2 separate regions of the Sus scrofa genome follow, and region 1 is linked to region 2. The links are chromatin contacts, called in public HiChIP or PLAC-seq maps. All regions are on one chromosome and are shown on one strand. Each heading gives the region's core, a stretch centred on a gene start, on an enhancer-like site or on the middle of the called end of the contact. The rest is flanking DNA. Distances are from core to core; before and after follow the strand shown.

Evidence for each region. HiChIP or PLAC-seq counts read pairs in DNA pulled down with a chosen protein or histone mark.
Region 1: a contact with region 2 is called in an H3K27ac HiChIP or PLAC-seq map of alveolar macrophages. The contact joins the promoter of GSG1 here to the enhancer-like site in region 2. A contact is called at or near these places in 7 of 47 Hi-C or Micro-C datasets (embryonic fibroblasts, heart right ventricle, omental adipose tissue and 3 more) and 2 of 2 datasets of contacts at active chromatin or transcription factors (alveolar macrophages and skeletal muscle).

The regions. Positions count from the first base shown.
Region 1 is chr5:59,389,047-59,396,441 of Sscrofa11.1, reverse strand. It overlaps GSG1 (germ cell-specific gene 1 protein), which reads right to left and starts at 5,373. Exons shown (of 6, transcript XM_013997823.2): 1 at 4,714-5,373. The coding sequence starts at 4,761.
Region 2 is chr5:59,337,249-59,344,451 of Sscrofa11.1, reverse strand. No RefSeq gene overlaps it. Among named protein-coding and RNA genes, the nearest start is that of GSG1, 50 kb to the left of the region's middle. Within about 2 kb of position 3,786, at least 8 of the 83 cell types and tissues checked have an H3K27ac peak or open chromatin away from gene starts, as enhancers often do. A contact at or near this core is called in alveolar macrophages and retroperitoneal adipose tissue, where this site is marked.

The sequences.
Region 1 (7,395 bases), core at 4,124-6,623, 50 kb before region 2:
TTCCGATTTGACCCCTAAACTGGGAACTTCCATATGTCATGGGTGCGTCCCTACAAAGACAAAGAAAAAAAAAAAGGAGATAAAAAGATTGTGCATTTAGTGAGAGTGCTTGGCTGGCTGGCTGGCTTGCTCCTAGCTACAATCAATTCTGGGACCACCTCCTCTCCCCTCCCCAAGGACCCTGGGCCACAATGTCTAATTTCCTCTTTTCAACAAAACATGAGTTTCTCTGCCTGGCCACAAAAATTGGATCCCAGCATCCCACTCACTTCCTTTCATTGTAATTTGGGCATGTTAATATTTTTTTCTTCTCTTTCCTCTCTGAGAACAGAAGTAATTGCTAGTCAATGCCACATAAATATAATTTGGTTAGGCTCAGAAGCTCATGATTCAACGCAGATGAGAAGATTCCACATCTCAAAACAATATTTAACTTTGGCTGGCGTGTTGGACTCTCACCATCTCGGGATGACCCCCACAGGGACATATGTGTAACTCAACATTTATGACATCACAAAGCCAAGGGGTGGCACTAACCTATCCTTGCAAGATCCTCAGTCACCGCACCCTGCAGTGTATAAATTTACTAGGTGTGAGTAAAGAGAAACTGGTCTTGGGACACCCACACATACTTTGTAAACAGGAATTCAACTTGTTTTGTGACTACATGAGAGATTAGAGGCGATTAAAGCAACGGGTAAGAAGGCCGAGATGCTGAGCCAAGGAAAAGTGTATCGCATACCCCTTCTCTCAGGTTCAAGCCTGGGGCTACAGAGATCCAGTGGGGTTTTTTCATGTATCCATTCTGGCATCTTGTCCCAAGAGAGGTTTGTTTGCCCTCCCGGAGTGGTAGTATCTCTGTTCTTCTCCCAGGAGTCAGAGTTCAGAGCCAGGGCCCTTGAACTAATGCCCCTCTGTAACCCAGTAGACAAAAGGCTGGAGTGGAGTGTAACTACTTCAGTTGTCACTGGCTCTGATCTACATGGTTGCTGTTCTGGATTCTTGCCTCTAAATTAATCCCATGGTTTACCTGATTGACTAAGTTTCTGGATAGAGTAGCAACTATGTTTCTTTCTCTTTTTCTTCCTTCCTTCCTTCCTTCCCTTTCTTTTCTTTCTTTCTTTCTTTCCTTCCTTCCTTCCTCTCTCTCTTTGGCTTCTTAGGGCTGTACCTGCGGCATATGGACATTCCCAGGCTAGGGGTCAAATCCAAGCTACAGCTGCTGGCCTACATCACGGCCACAGCAATGCGGGATCTGAGCCACATCTGCAACCTACACCACAGCTCACGGCAATGCCGGATCCTTAACCCACTGAGCAAGGTCAGGGATTGAACCCACATCCTCATGGATCCTAGTCGGGTTCGTTAGCCACTGAGCCATGAAGGGAACTATTATGTTTCATTATTGCTGATCCTCAGAGCTTCACCCTGTCCAAAAATCAGGGATGAATGAATGAAATGAATGAAGTAGGGAAACCAGACTAGCAAATACACCTAGGGGTGAAGATGAGAATGAAGAAAACTGCCCAAACAGCCTTCTATTGTAAAGGAGATGGAATCCTCCTGATTCACATATGGAAGAGCAGGGACAAGCTGATAAAAAGGGTCCCCCGGTCCCCAGACACACCCTATGCCTTTGGACAGATGCACCCAGAGTCTCATCAAATAGATCCTCTGCCAATACATTTCCTCCCACCTGTGGAAACATTTCTGCTGTTTGATGAGCAAAGCCCAGAAAACAGCAATGATCTCACCAAGTGTTATCTTCAGTTCACAGAGACCAGGGTACAATCAGATTGCTCACAAGCCAGTGACAGATTAAAAATGTTATGTCCTTTTCCAAGCTCCGTGATTCCCCACCAACAGGAGCCCTTTCAGATGAGCTATCTTACAGCTCTAATTACAACTTTTATTTCAATGCCTCACATTTGACTCATTTACTAACCAGGATGAGGAAGGTTCACACAGGACATTTTGACAACCGCCTCCCAGCCCTAAAGGGAAGACTAATGCCATTGAAATGCCCATGCCCAGTGTCCAAAATATGCACACCACTATAGGACACCGAGCACTGGGATTTCCCAGCTTCAGGTTCATTTCAAATGTAACCATGTTTTATGTCCACCCGACCCCAGATGCTCACAGAATAAAAATAACTCCTGTCTTCCTAACACAGGTCTCCAGTTCTGGGAACACCTACTTAGAAGGGCAGAGAGAAGACCCAAAGTAAAGCTTTGGGGGGCCTCTCCTCTCTGTGGCTTTTCCCTTTCCGTTTTTTAATGGAATTGTTTGAGGGCTTTTGCTAATGCAGTCATTTCCAGGAGAGGAAGCCGCCTTTCTTCCATACCCCAAGCAGCTGGAATGAATCAGAGGGGCAGCCACATCTGCACATCCTGTGGGGCAATCGCTCACGCGGGGGTGACGGAGCCCTTGGGGCCCGCTGCCTGGGGTGGGGGGGGGAGAAGAGGCGGGGGAGGCGGGGGAGGAGGTCTCGGGGTGCCCACGGGGCGGGGCGGGAGTCGAACCGGAGAGGCCTCTCGAGGGGTGCTTAGGGCGCGGCCGAGGGCGGGAAGAACTGGCCACCCGGTTTCCATCCCGGGTGCGCCCCCTCGTCCCTTCATTTCCTGCGCTCTTCCCTAACCGGCGGCAGTCGCGGTGCCCCAGGGCGGGCGAGTCCCTGGCGCCACCCCGAGGTCCCCTCCCTCCTTGAGTAACACCCCCGCCCTCGGTTTACTACGGGGCCTGGTCGCCTAGCAGCGGGCGCGCGTTGCCATGGCGACGCGCGGGTGTGTGTTTTGAATTGTTCCTCGAGGCCCCGCCCAGCGGCCTAGCGCCGGGATGTCCGGAGCTGGTGGGGCGCGGTGCCGGAGCCCCTCTACTTCTCCTTCTAGGACTGAATGGCCTCCTGGTGAAGGCAGGGGAAGGCGGGGGGGCCCTCCGGGGGAGGGGGGCGGCGGAGGGAGAGCAGAGACCCAGTCCATTCCTTTGGTTCCTTACCCCAGGCTGCTGGGCCGAGGGTCGGGAGGAGCGGGGTGCTGATCCCCGCCCCCTGCCCCTCCCCTAAATGTAAGGCTGGGCTTCTGTTCTAAAGGGAGGCAATGCCTTTGCCACATTCCATCGGTCTAAGAGGCGACATTTCGGGGCCACGAACGGGCAGCAGATCTGAGTTCTAGTCACTGCCCCACCCACAAGAGGGGACGAAAGATTTTGGCGAAGTTCCCTAACCTCTCAGGGCGTCTGTTTTCTCGGAGGCGAATTAGGAAGAGCTGCCCTTCACGGTTGCGCTGTGAAGATCAAAAGCGGTGGAGTGAACGTGGAAAGGAAGGGCAAGGAACCTGTCCTTGTCCCAGACGGCTTGCCAGTCTCTCCACAGACATTTAATCCTCACAAGCAATCAGATCCCCAGAGTTGGACTTGCTCAAGGCCACAACGCTCGTAAAGGTAGAATCAGTATTGGAAGCCTCCTGAGTCACTGCCTGGCCGCCCTTCAGTAAAGGAAAGGCACAGCCACCTTCACCATGGCCACAGATTGAGGCCCAATTAGGGAACTCGCACAGAATGAGGGCCATGGATTGCATACTTTAAACTTCACGGGTATATACTAATAAACAGACTCTCCCTTATTTCCTCTGAATCGCTCTTCATAAACCAATACTTTTTTTGTAACTATGGCTATTTTTTCTGTCATGGCCTTATCCTTTTCCAAAGGATCTCCTAGTTATGATCTGTTCCCTTTGGGCAGTTCCGAACTAGGAAGGCTGGCTGTGCCCATATTCTGGTAGCTCTTCAGAATCACTAGTTCTTCTCTGAGGCTCCAGAAGTGTCCCTTTCTTGAAATCCATCCTACCCTTTCGTCTGAGAGCCCTGACTTCCAGCCCATGAGCAGCACAACTGATTGCTCTGTGTGTGTGATCTCTCTGGTTATTTGTAAAGCTTCGATTTTTTTTGTTGTTGTTTTTGTTTTGTTTTGTTTCTCTCTTTAGAAAGGCAAGATAAAGGAGAAGGAATGACATTTGCCTTTTTTTAGTAACCTTGTGAGCTGAAAGTTGGTAGCTCCTAAGTTTCTCAAAATGGAAGGCAAGTCACTTCCAGAGATGGGTTCTGCCCAAAACAAGCCAAAATGTCTTTGCAGGCTGCGAGGGTCTAACTGGGTCTGGAAGGACCTCTGCAGATTCTTCTGGAGTCTCTGAGACCAGGAAGAATTAAGGCCATGCTGTTGTCCTTAGTTTCAGCAGATTTCAGATGGGAGCTGGTTTTCAGTAGGGGCAGCCTTGCTACTCTCTTTCAGTTCACTAGAATGATACAAATTCTCATTATTGCTGTCACCATGGGGCCTTCTCCCAGGGACCAGATTTTGTAACGTGAATCATTCAACTGGTGAATCAAAAAGAAGAGCTAGAGAACTCTAAACTGCCCTGGGAACAGAGAAGGAAAGACAGATGAAGAGGCAAAGGAGAAAGAATTGCAAGTTTCCATGGAAGATGATAAAAAACAAAACAACACAAGAGATCAAGGTAGGGATATCACCAGGTTTATCAATAAAATCTGGGCTTGAGTAACAAATTTTTATTCCATTTTCCAGATAATCCTACAGCGTGTTCTCAAGCTCCTTCCCTTGTGTATGAGAAATAAATTGATGGATTTGTATAACAGGTATTACAAATCTAGCATTAAGGCTACTACACATGAGATTGCAGAAATCAAGGTACCTACCTTCGGGGTGAGACGAACATTTTGAGTCAGCTGAGAGGAACTGCTCATTCACGTTCGAAATCCTGAGGCAAGGAGGTTTCAGTGTCTCACTGCTCTGTCTTAATCAGTTGCGTGGGATGAGTATCTGGTGTGAAGATGAATCAGGGCCCCTCTTGCCAGCAGAGGGTTCAGGTGGTGTGAGGTGGGCTGGAGAGGATGTCCTGTGGCTAGGACACCTGTGTAGGTGGGGCTGGCTGACACGGAAGGCTGCCTCTGTGACATCATAGTGGGAGGCAGGGGGTCTCTCCCTGCAGCTCCGTCTGCCCCCACCCCCTGCCACTAGGATGGGGGGGCCACACTGGGGTTACTGGAGGCCAGGATGTCTTCTTTGTCACCCAGATCAGCATCAGAGTCACTCGGGCGTCTAGTAAATGGTCAAACTCTGAATGTCAGGGATGGCTCCCATGTGGTACTGACCAAGGACCCAAATACTGCAAGACAGCAATGAAATGCATTCCTATAGTGAAAGTAAAATGCAGTCCTCTCCCAAACCATAAAGGTGGATTCAGGGGAACAATCATTTACACTGCTTTTCTTTTTCTTTTTAAAAATTGTATTGAAGTATAGTTAGTTTACAATGTTGTGTTATTTTCTGCTGTACAGCAAAATGGTTCAGTTATACATATAGTTTTTTTTTTCTTTCCTTTTTTAGGGCCACACCCACGGCATATGGAGGTTCCCAGGCTAGGGGTCCAATCGGAGCTACAGCTGCCAGTCTACACCACAGCTCCAGCAATGCAGGATCCGAGCTGCGTCTGTGACCTACACCGCAGCTCATGGCAATGCCAGAGGCATAACCCACTGAGGGAGGCCAGGGATCGAACCCAAAACCTCATGGTTCCTAGACGGATTCGTTTCCGCTGTGCCATGACGGGAACTCCTATACATACATTCTTTTTCATCATGATTTATCACAGGATAGTGAATATATTTCCCTGTGCTATGCAGTAGGACCTTGTTGATCTCATTTAAAATTTATTTATTTATTTTTTTGTCTTTTTGCCTTTTCTAGGGCCGCTTCCCTCGGCATGTGGAGATTCCCAGGCTAGAGGTCGAATTGGAGCTGTAGCCACCAGCCTACGCCAGAGCCACAGCAACGCAGGATCCGAGCTGTGTCTGCGACCTACACCACAGCTCATGGCAACACCGGATCCTTACCTCACTGAGTGAGGCCAGGGATCGAACCTACAACCTCATGGTTCCTAGTTGGATTGGTTTACACTGTGCCACGATGGGAACTCCTCATTTAAAATTTAAATTAAAATGAAATAAAATTAGAAATCCAGTGCCTGGGTAGCTGCTTGTGGCTCTGGACAACTCACCTCTAGACATGCCCAGAAAAGGTAGTGATGTACAGAAATTACCACTCTAAAAGGACTAGTATCTGGAAACATTAGATGTTCACTAATATTATTATTTTTGTCTTTTTGCCTTTTCTAGAGGCGCTCCGCAGTACATAGAGTTCCCAGGCCAGGGGTTGAATTGGAGCTGTAGCTGCCAGCCTACACCAGAGCCACAGCAACTTGGGATCCAAGCCGAGTCTGTGACCTACACCACAGCTCATGGCAATGCCGGATCCTTAACCCACGGAGCAAGGCCAGGGATCGAACCTGCAACCTCATGGTTTCTAGTCAGATTCGTTAACCACTGCACCACCACGGGAACGCCTCACTAATATTATTTTAATAAGTACGTGATGAGGATTTGGGGGCTGTTAACACAGATGTAACTCTGAAGCTTGAAGAGAGTTTTCCAGCCAAGGGTCTGGCTGGGTGCCTTCTGCCCTGTGAGGCGTCACGCTCAGTTCACCTCCGTGCTGGAACTCCTTGCTCTTGTCATCCCACCTAAATCCTACACGACCTTCAGGGCATGATTTCAGCCTTGTTTCAGCCCAAATTTTAGCCCTCATGTCTCTCCCTTCCCTCTGAGCTCACATAGCAGGGATGGTCCTGCTGCACTGCTGGGGAGCTTCTTTCCAGGGGCTTTTGCACAGCTTGCTTTGCTTCAGATGTGCTAGCCTTTCACTCTCAGGAAATTCTGAGCTTCTGGAGGACAGAACCTACCTCTTTATTTCTATTATGCTTCATGTAGTGCTGAGGGTGTAATAGCTGCTCAATAAATACTATTATTTTATTTAATGAGCTAAGATACCTAAGTAAATCTTCAAGAGAGAATAGCAGATCTAAACATATCAGTAATGAACAAAACGAATAACATGCCTAGTTCTTGGCACATCTCAAGTTGATCAAGATGGCAGTTCTGGAGTTCCTGCTGTGGCACAGTGGGTTAAGAATCCTACTGAAAAAAAAAAAAAAAAAAAAAAAGAATCCTACTGCAGTGGCACGGGTTTGAGCCCCAGACTGGCACGATGGGTTGAGGATCCAGCATTGCTGCAGCTGTGGTGGTTAGTTTACAGATTTGATCCCTGATCCAGAAATTTCCATACGCCGCAGGTGAGGCCATTTAAAAAAAAAAAAATGATGTCAGTTCTCCCTAAGTTAATTTATAAATTTAACGGAACCCCAATAGAAATGTAAAAGAGCATTGAAAAAGAGCAAGATAGGAGTTCCCACTGTGGTCTGTGGTGCAACAGGATTGGTGGAGTCTGTGCAGCTCCAGGACACAGGTTTGATGCCTGGCCAG
Region 2 (7,203 bases), core at 2,537-5,036:
GGTGGGATGCTCTGGATGCAACAGAAACTGCGTGGCATTGCTTGTCAGAGATTGGCACCGCCACCAACCCATCACTCAAGCCAGAAATCCAGGTGCCCCCTGGATGACTTCTCCCTCGTCTGCTCATCTCCATCATCGAGTCCTGTCGTCATCAGCCTTAGTATCTGCTTCCTGTCCTCATGTTGCCACTTTAGCTCAGGTGGCTGTTCGCTCTTGGGTTATTCTAACAACCCTATTCTCTCTGGTCTTTTTGCCTCCAGTTTGAACCCAAGTAATCTGTCATCTCCATGGTAGCCAGAGGGACCTTTCCACAATGCAGATTAGACCCTTCAGTGATTATTCTTCTTTTTCAGGTTAAGGGCCAGATTGCTAAGCCCTTGCTCATCTGCTCCTTGGTTACCTCCCCAGACTCACCACTCACTACTTCTCAATACCTTCCATTGCGTTTGCCTGTGCCCTTGTCCTCCTGTCCTCCATGTCCTAGACTGGAGTCACCTCCCAAGGATGACCTTCCCCTCCTCTCTAAAGGGCAGGGTAGGGGCGCTGACAGGAGCCAGGCTCTAAAGTCAGACCGACTGTTCCATTCCCAGCTTTGCCATTTACTTGCTGCATGATCCTGTAGAAGTCACACACCCTCTCTGGGGCTTAGTTTCTCTTCTCTCTCTCTTTTTATTTTTTTGAAAATGGTGATAATAATAAGCTTTCCTAGAGAGTTCCCTTCGGGGCTCAGTGGTTAACGAATCTAACTAGGAACCATGAGGTTGCGGGTTCGATCCCTGGCCTCGCTCAGTGGGTTAAGGATCTGGCATTGCCGTGAGCTGCCCTTCTCCTCCCAATGGTGGGATGCTCTGGATGCAACAGAAACTGCATGGCATTGCTTGTTAGCAATCGGCACTGCCACCAATTGGTGTAGGTCACAGACATGGCTCGGATCCTGCGTTGCTGTGGCTCTGGTGCAGGCCGGTAGCTGCAGCTCCAATTTGCCCCCTAGCCCAGGAATTTCCATAGCCATGGGTGTGGCCCTAAAAAGTAAAATAAATAAATAATAAGCTTCCTTACCTCATAATGTTGTTGCAAGGGCTGAAGAAGTTAATACACATGAAATGCATAAACTAGCATCTGACACAGTAAACACAGACAATGCTTTTGTTATTATTTTTGGCATTGTCATTGTTATTTTCTCTTTCAGTACAGGGTAAATGCCACTCTTATGTGCTTCTGTTTTACCGAGGATTATTCTAGCTCTCCACCATACTGTCTGGGATAATCTTTACTTGTCTCCCTGTGAGATGGTGAGCTCTTTCTTTAAAGAACCTAAGTGACTGGCATCTTGCCTCACACAGGGCAGGTGTTCAGTTATTTCTTGAATTAATGGATGAACACAAAGTAAGGATTTTCAATCCCTTGTAAAAGGACATAGAGAAGAGAAAGAAATGGAAAAACAAACCAACAAACCCACTAGGTTTTGTTTGTTTTTGGTTTTTTTGTTTGTTTGTTTTGCTTTTTTAGGGTGCACATGGAAGTTCCCAGGCTAGGGGCGGAATGGGAGCTCCAGTTTCTGCCACACCACAACCACAGCCATGCAGGATGCGAGCTGTATCTGTGACCTACCCTACAGCTCATGGCAATGTCAGAACTTTTAACTCACTGAGCGAGGCCGGGAATAGAACCTGCATCCTCATGGATACTAGTAGGAATCTTAATCCATTGAGCCACAACGGGAACTCCCCCAACCCACGTCAAGACAGCTTTATTCGCTCCTCGCCAAAGACACAGTGTCCTTGGAACCCTCAGCAACTGGAGCTCATTTTCTTCTTGGTTCAGCCAAGCAGGTGTCAGGTCACCTTCAGGCCCTGGTCTCTCTTTGATCTCTTATGATGGGTGATCAAGAGTTGATTTATCCACCCAAAAATCTTGTTACTTCCAGGATCATAGCCATTCTGAGGATACTCAAAGGCTGGTCTCTAGATAACTGAGATGTTAAAGGCAGATTTCAGATCACAGTTGAGGAAGGAATGGATCCTCAACTCCTCCAACCCTGAAAGCTGAAAGCCAGGGATGTGAGCTCTGTAAGGTGAGGCTTCTGACCCCTGGAGTGAATTCCACTGGCGGTGGCGGCAGCAGCAGGATTCAGGTAATGAAACTCCCATCGCTCGTGGTGCCATGATCAGCACCCTGGACACTGGTCCTCCTTTCCTGACAACTGGACCTTGTCAGACATTGGCTAATAAAGCAGGGACGTGTGGTGCTTTGGAAGGTGAATAGCTCATGTTCAGATGTATTCAAAGAAGGGACTGGATGACAGTTTGGAAAGGGTGATGGAGAGCTAATGGGGTGAAAGGGTTTCTCTTAGATCCTAACTATGGTGTAGCCAGTGGGAAATGCTGGAATCCTTCAATTTTTCTTTCAACAAACTTTTTTTTTTTTTTTTTTTTTTGTCTTTTTGCTTTTTCTAGAGCCGCTCCTGCGGCATATGGAGGTTCCCAGGCTAGGGGTCTAATTGGAGCTGTAGCCACATGCCTAAGCCAGAGCCACAGAAACATGGGATCCGAGTGGAGTCTGTGACCTACACCACAGCTCACGGCAACGCCGGATCCTTAACCCACTGAGCAAGGCCAGGGATCGAACCCATAACCTCATGGTTCCTAGTCAGATTCGTTAACCACTGAGACACACTGGGAACTCCTCAACAAGCATTTATTGAGCACAACTGTCTACGAGACACTGCTAAGCCCAGGAGACCTTAAAAGGAATAACAGAAGTTGCCACCCTTCAGAAGCTCACAGCCCGGAGTGGTCTGTCTGGGGACAGTCAGAGATGCTACCACATGATGCTGTGTGGAAGAGTCACATCTTGTGCAGAGATTTAGCCCAGAGTCAGCATATAAAGTGAAATGACAAAGAGAAAATCGCCCCCACAAAAATCCCTGAAATCAACGCTAAAAAACTTCCTTCATTTTTCTTTGCATTTCAGCTAGAACTTCCCTTTTTTTCTTTTGTCTTTTTAGGCCACACCCAAGGCATTTGGAGGTTCCCAGGCTTAGGGTCCAGTCAGAGCTGCAGCTGCGGGTCTACACCACAATAGCTCAGGATCCAAGCCACGTCTGTCACCTACACCACAGCTCACAGCAACGCTAGGTCCTTAACCCGCTGAGAGAGGCCAGGGATCGAACCCGCATCCTCATGGATACTAATTGGGTTCGTTAACCACTGAGCCATGATGGGAACGCCTAGAACTTCCTTTTTTTATTTTATGAATCTAAGAGATATTTTGCAGGAGGCGGGAATAAAAAGATGTCCTTTGTTTTCTCTTCTTTTTCCTCTTTCTGTTTACTGAACATGTGCAGCTAAAAGCAGCCAAGTTAAATGTGCATATGAGACAGTCCTTCATTGTCCCTAAGATGGAAATTTGTGTGAATGTACAGAGGGCTCTGAGAGCACAGAGGAACAATGTTCTGACTTTGCCCTAGGAAATCCAGGAAGGCTTCCTTGAGGAGGTGTCATTCAAACTAGTGGAGGTTAAAAACATTCCGATCACAGAGGATAGCCTGAAGCTATGGGAGAGCAGAGTTTCTTCAGGGAATGATCTCAAGTGTGTGTTTAGGGCAGGAAGGATGGTAGTGGAGAAGGTGGAGATGATGGGGAAAGAAGTTCCTTAGGGCGAAATTACGAAGGGACCAAGACACACCTCATGGCTGGCAGAGCTGCAAGAAAGAGCAGTCAGGACATTGTGTTCACTCCGCAGCAGCCCACCACCTCTATCCGCCCTTTACATCACCGGCCACTTCCCTCCACTGTTAACTACTTCCTGAAATGGCCAGAGAGACCATTCAGTGCCCGGGTCCCGCTGCGTCAGTGATGACTCACAGAGTTCTGTTTTTTAGCTGAAAAGGATGCGTTTCTATTTCCTAAGGCTCTTTTCATCTAAGGGATCACCAGGTCATCTGGAGACTTTGAATCACTACTCAGCTCACTCATAGCCCTAAATGTAGGTGACTTGGTTTCACATGCCTATTTCATAGTTAGGCTGTGGCTCAGCTGCTCTCAGGGAATGGATCAGAGTCTGATCTGGATGGGAACCTAGATGGTACCCCACTTTCCTCTTTGTCATTCAGACCGTGAGAAGAGCATCTTCTGAGACCATGGAACGAAAGGGAAAGGGAAGTGAGTTTCATATTAAGAATCTCTGGAGGGAGTTCCCTTCTTGGCTCAGAGGTTAAAGAACCCAACTAGGCTCCATGAGGATCCAGTTTTGTTCCCTGGCCTTGCTCAGTGGGTTAAGGATTTGGCATTGCTGTGGCTGTGGCTGTGGCCGGCAGCTGCAGCTCCAATTTGACCCCTAACCTGGGAGCTTCCATATGCCTCAAGAGCAGCCCTAAAAAGCAAAATAAATAAATAAATAAATAAATAATAATAATAATAATAATAATAATAATAATAATAATCTCAGGGGTTCCCTGGTGACTTGGCAGGTCAAGAACCTGGCATTGTCACTGCTGTGGTTAGATCCCTGTCCTGGGAACTTCTGTATGACTTGAGCATGGCCAAAAAAAAAAAAAAAAAAAAAAAAAAAAATCTCTGGAGACATTAAGGAAATCACAATGGAATTTCTGCACTAGAATTCAGTCATGATAACTTAGGTGTTTTGGTTAAAGCCTGGAGGGAGGCTTTATCAATTAGAATTAGATCAGGTCAATATAACAAAGAAACCTAAATAAAAGTGTTTTCAATAAAATAGAAATTTATTTTCCTTCCAAATATAAGAAATCTAGGGGTCAGCTCTCTAAGGTTGTACAAGCATGCACAGTGTTAGGACTCAGACTTTGGTCTTAATCTTCTGTTATCCTTTGCATGTGACTTCCATCTCATGGCCCTGGGTGGCTGCTCAAGCTCCAGCTATCACATCCACACTCCCAAAAGCAGAAAGAAGAAAGGGACAACTAAGAAGGGGAGGTGGGGAATGGCACCCGACAACTGTCCTACGGAGAGATTTCCTAGAAGCTGCCACATATCACTTCTGCTTATAACACATTGGTCAGAACTTGGAGGAGCCTGAGAAATGTTGTTATTTCTCTAGTTGACAAGGTGAGAATAGATACTGCAGTAGGTAACTAGCAGCTGAAATCGAAACACCTCTGATTTGAACCTAGCTTAATCCCAGATCGGAACATGAACCCACAGTTTTTTAATTAGAATCACTCACCCGATGTCTGGACTTACTGAGGCTCAGGTTCTTTGTGTCTCAGCATGGAAGGAATTCAGCAAGAGACAAAGTGATAGGCAAGAAATAGACTTATTAAGGTAGGATGTTTGTAAGAGATACAAGCAGGCAGGTGAGGCGGCTCTGCCCTAAGGATTAGGTGGGCTACATTTTTATAATTCGAGGAAAGTGGGGAGGGAGAAAAGACCACCTTCTTCCTGGTTCTTCAGGCTCACATCACTAGCTCCTCCTTCATTTCCGGTAAGAGAGTATTTGACCCTATGAGGTCAAACTAGGACTGTGATGGTGCATATTCAAATCAGCAGAAAGGTGGTAACATTTGCTAAAATATGTTGAATCATTTCAGGTTTCCATATAATGAGGGTCTCCTGCTTTGAAATGCCATCTTTCTCTTAAATTCCTGTCCTAAGGATCATGATCTTGGCTGAACTTGAATGCAGGCCTCGTTTTCTTTCACTTAATCACCTGAGGCATATCTCATGCTTTTTGTTTACTGGTTTATAGTTAAGCAAGCCTGCTTTATTCCATGATATTCTGAAGGTTTTCTTTTTTTTTTTTTTCTTTTTGCCATTTCTTGGGCCGCTCCCGCGGCATATGGAGGTTCCCAGGCTAGGGGTCGAATCGGAGCTACAGCTGCTAGCCTATGCCAGAGCCACAGCAACACAGGATCCGAGCCGCATCTGCAACCTACACCACAGCTCACGGCAACGCCAGATCGTTAACTCACTGAGCAAGGGCAGGGATCGAACCCGCAACCTCATGGTTCCTAGTCAGATTTGTTAACCACTGCACCATGACGGGAACTCCTGAAGGGTTTCTTGAGTGATTTTTAGCTTACAGTGGTCTCCCAAATTTCCCTAGGTTTCCCTCTCTATGTATGGTCCCCTACTGGGACTTCTACAACTATCCATGTGACTATTTTCCTCTGCCCCCATTGTTGTGGTCTGTGCACGCAGGTTGGAAAAAGAATTTTCCAGCCTAGTTGGGTGAAGAGAAAGAAGAGTTTATTGAGATAAGAAACACTGATAGTGCATGGGATGACTTCCTGATAATCATGGAGAGTCAGCCCAGGGCACTTGGTCTTATCTGTTTTTATAGCCCAGGGAAAAGGGAGAAAGCAGACCTGACCTGCTGACTGGTTGGGGAAAGAGAGGTCTTAGGATACACTTGCTGGTTTGTTGGGGGAGTATAATGCCCCTATAAGGGTGGGATGAAGAGTAGGCCACATAACTTTTCTAGTAGAGGGTAGGAAGGAGTAGGCCGGGTTGCTCATGGTTGCAGAGGGGCATTACAACGAGAAGGCTGGGATGATGATAAGGGTCTGGTAATTCTTGTCTTGCTCAGAGGCTTTGAGTTCTAGCTCCTTGAAGGAGCCTTGAAGTCCCACACCTATCACAGCCTCTGCCACAAATCCCACAAGCAAGAAACCAGCACTGTACTTGTGATCAGAGAGTGAACACACCCTTGCTTCTCTCCTCTTCTTCTTAACAAAGAGGCCTGTGCCTCAGAGAATCAGGCCACATCTGTCGGGGGAGCCTCCAGAGGGTCATTAAGCCCCACATCTGTGGGATATTTTTAGCACTGGCCTTATTTAAATGCCAGGGAAAGGAGGGGTCACCACCATCTCCTACCACCCTAGCCCTCTAGGTGTCTGGAGAATATCAGCATGGATGCCCTTAAATGTCTCCCAGACTCTCAGCTATTTGCATGCTGCATAGAGGTAGCTGGCATGTTTTTAGCTCTGGTGAACATGAATTTCCTGTCACCTACACAATACATATACTGAATGGGGACTAAGGACACAGGAGGGAAAGAGGAGGAAGAGGAGGAAGCAGCAGTTCAAGTGGAGTGGAGGAGTCGTGGTGGGCGGAGAGGAGGAAGGACAGGGTGGGGCCAGCCCAGACCCGTATAAATATGTCAGTGAGTCCAGTTTCTTTCCAGGGTCCTTCCCTATTCTTGGACCTGTCCCCTTCCCTTGTTCTC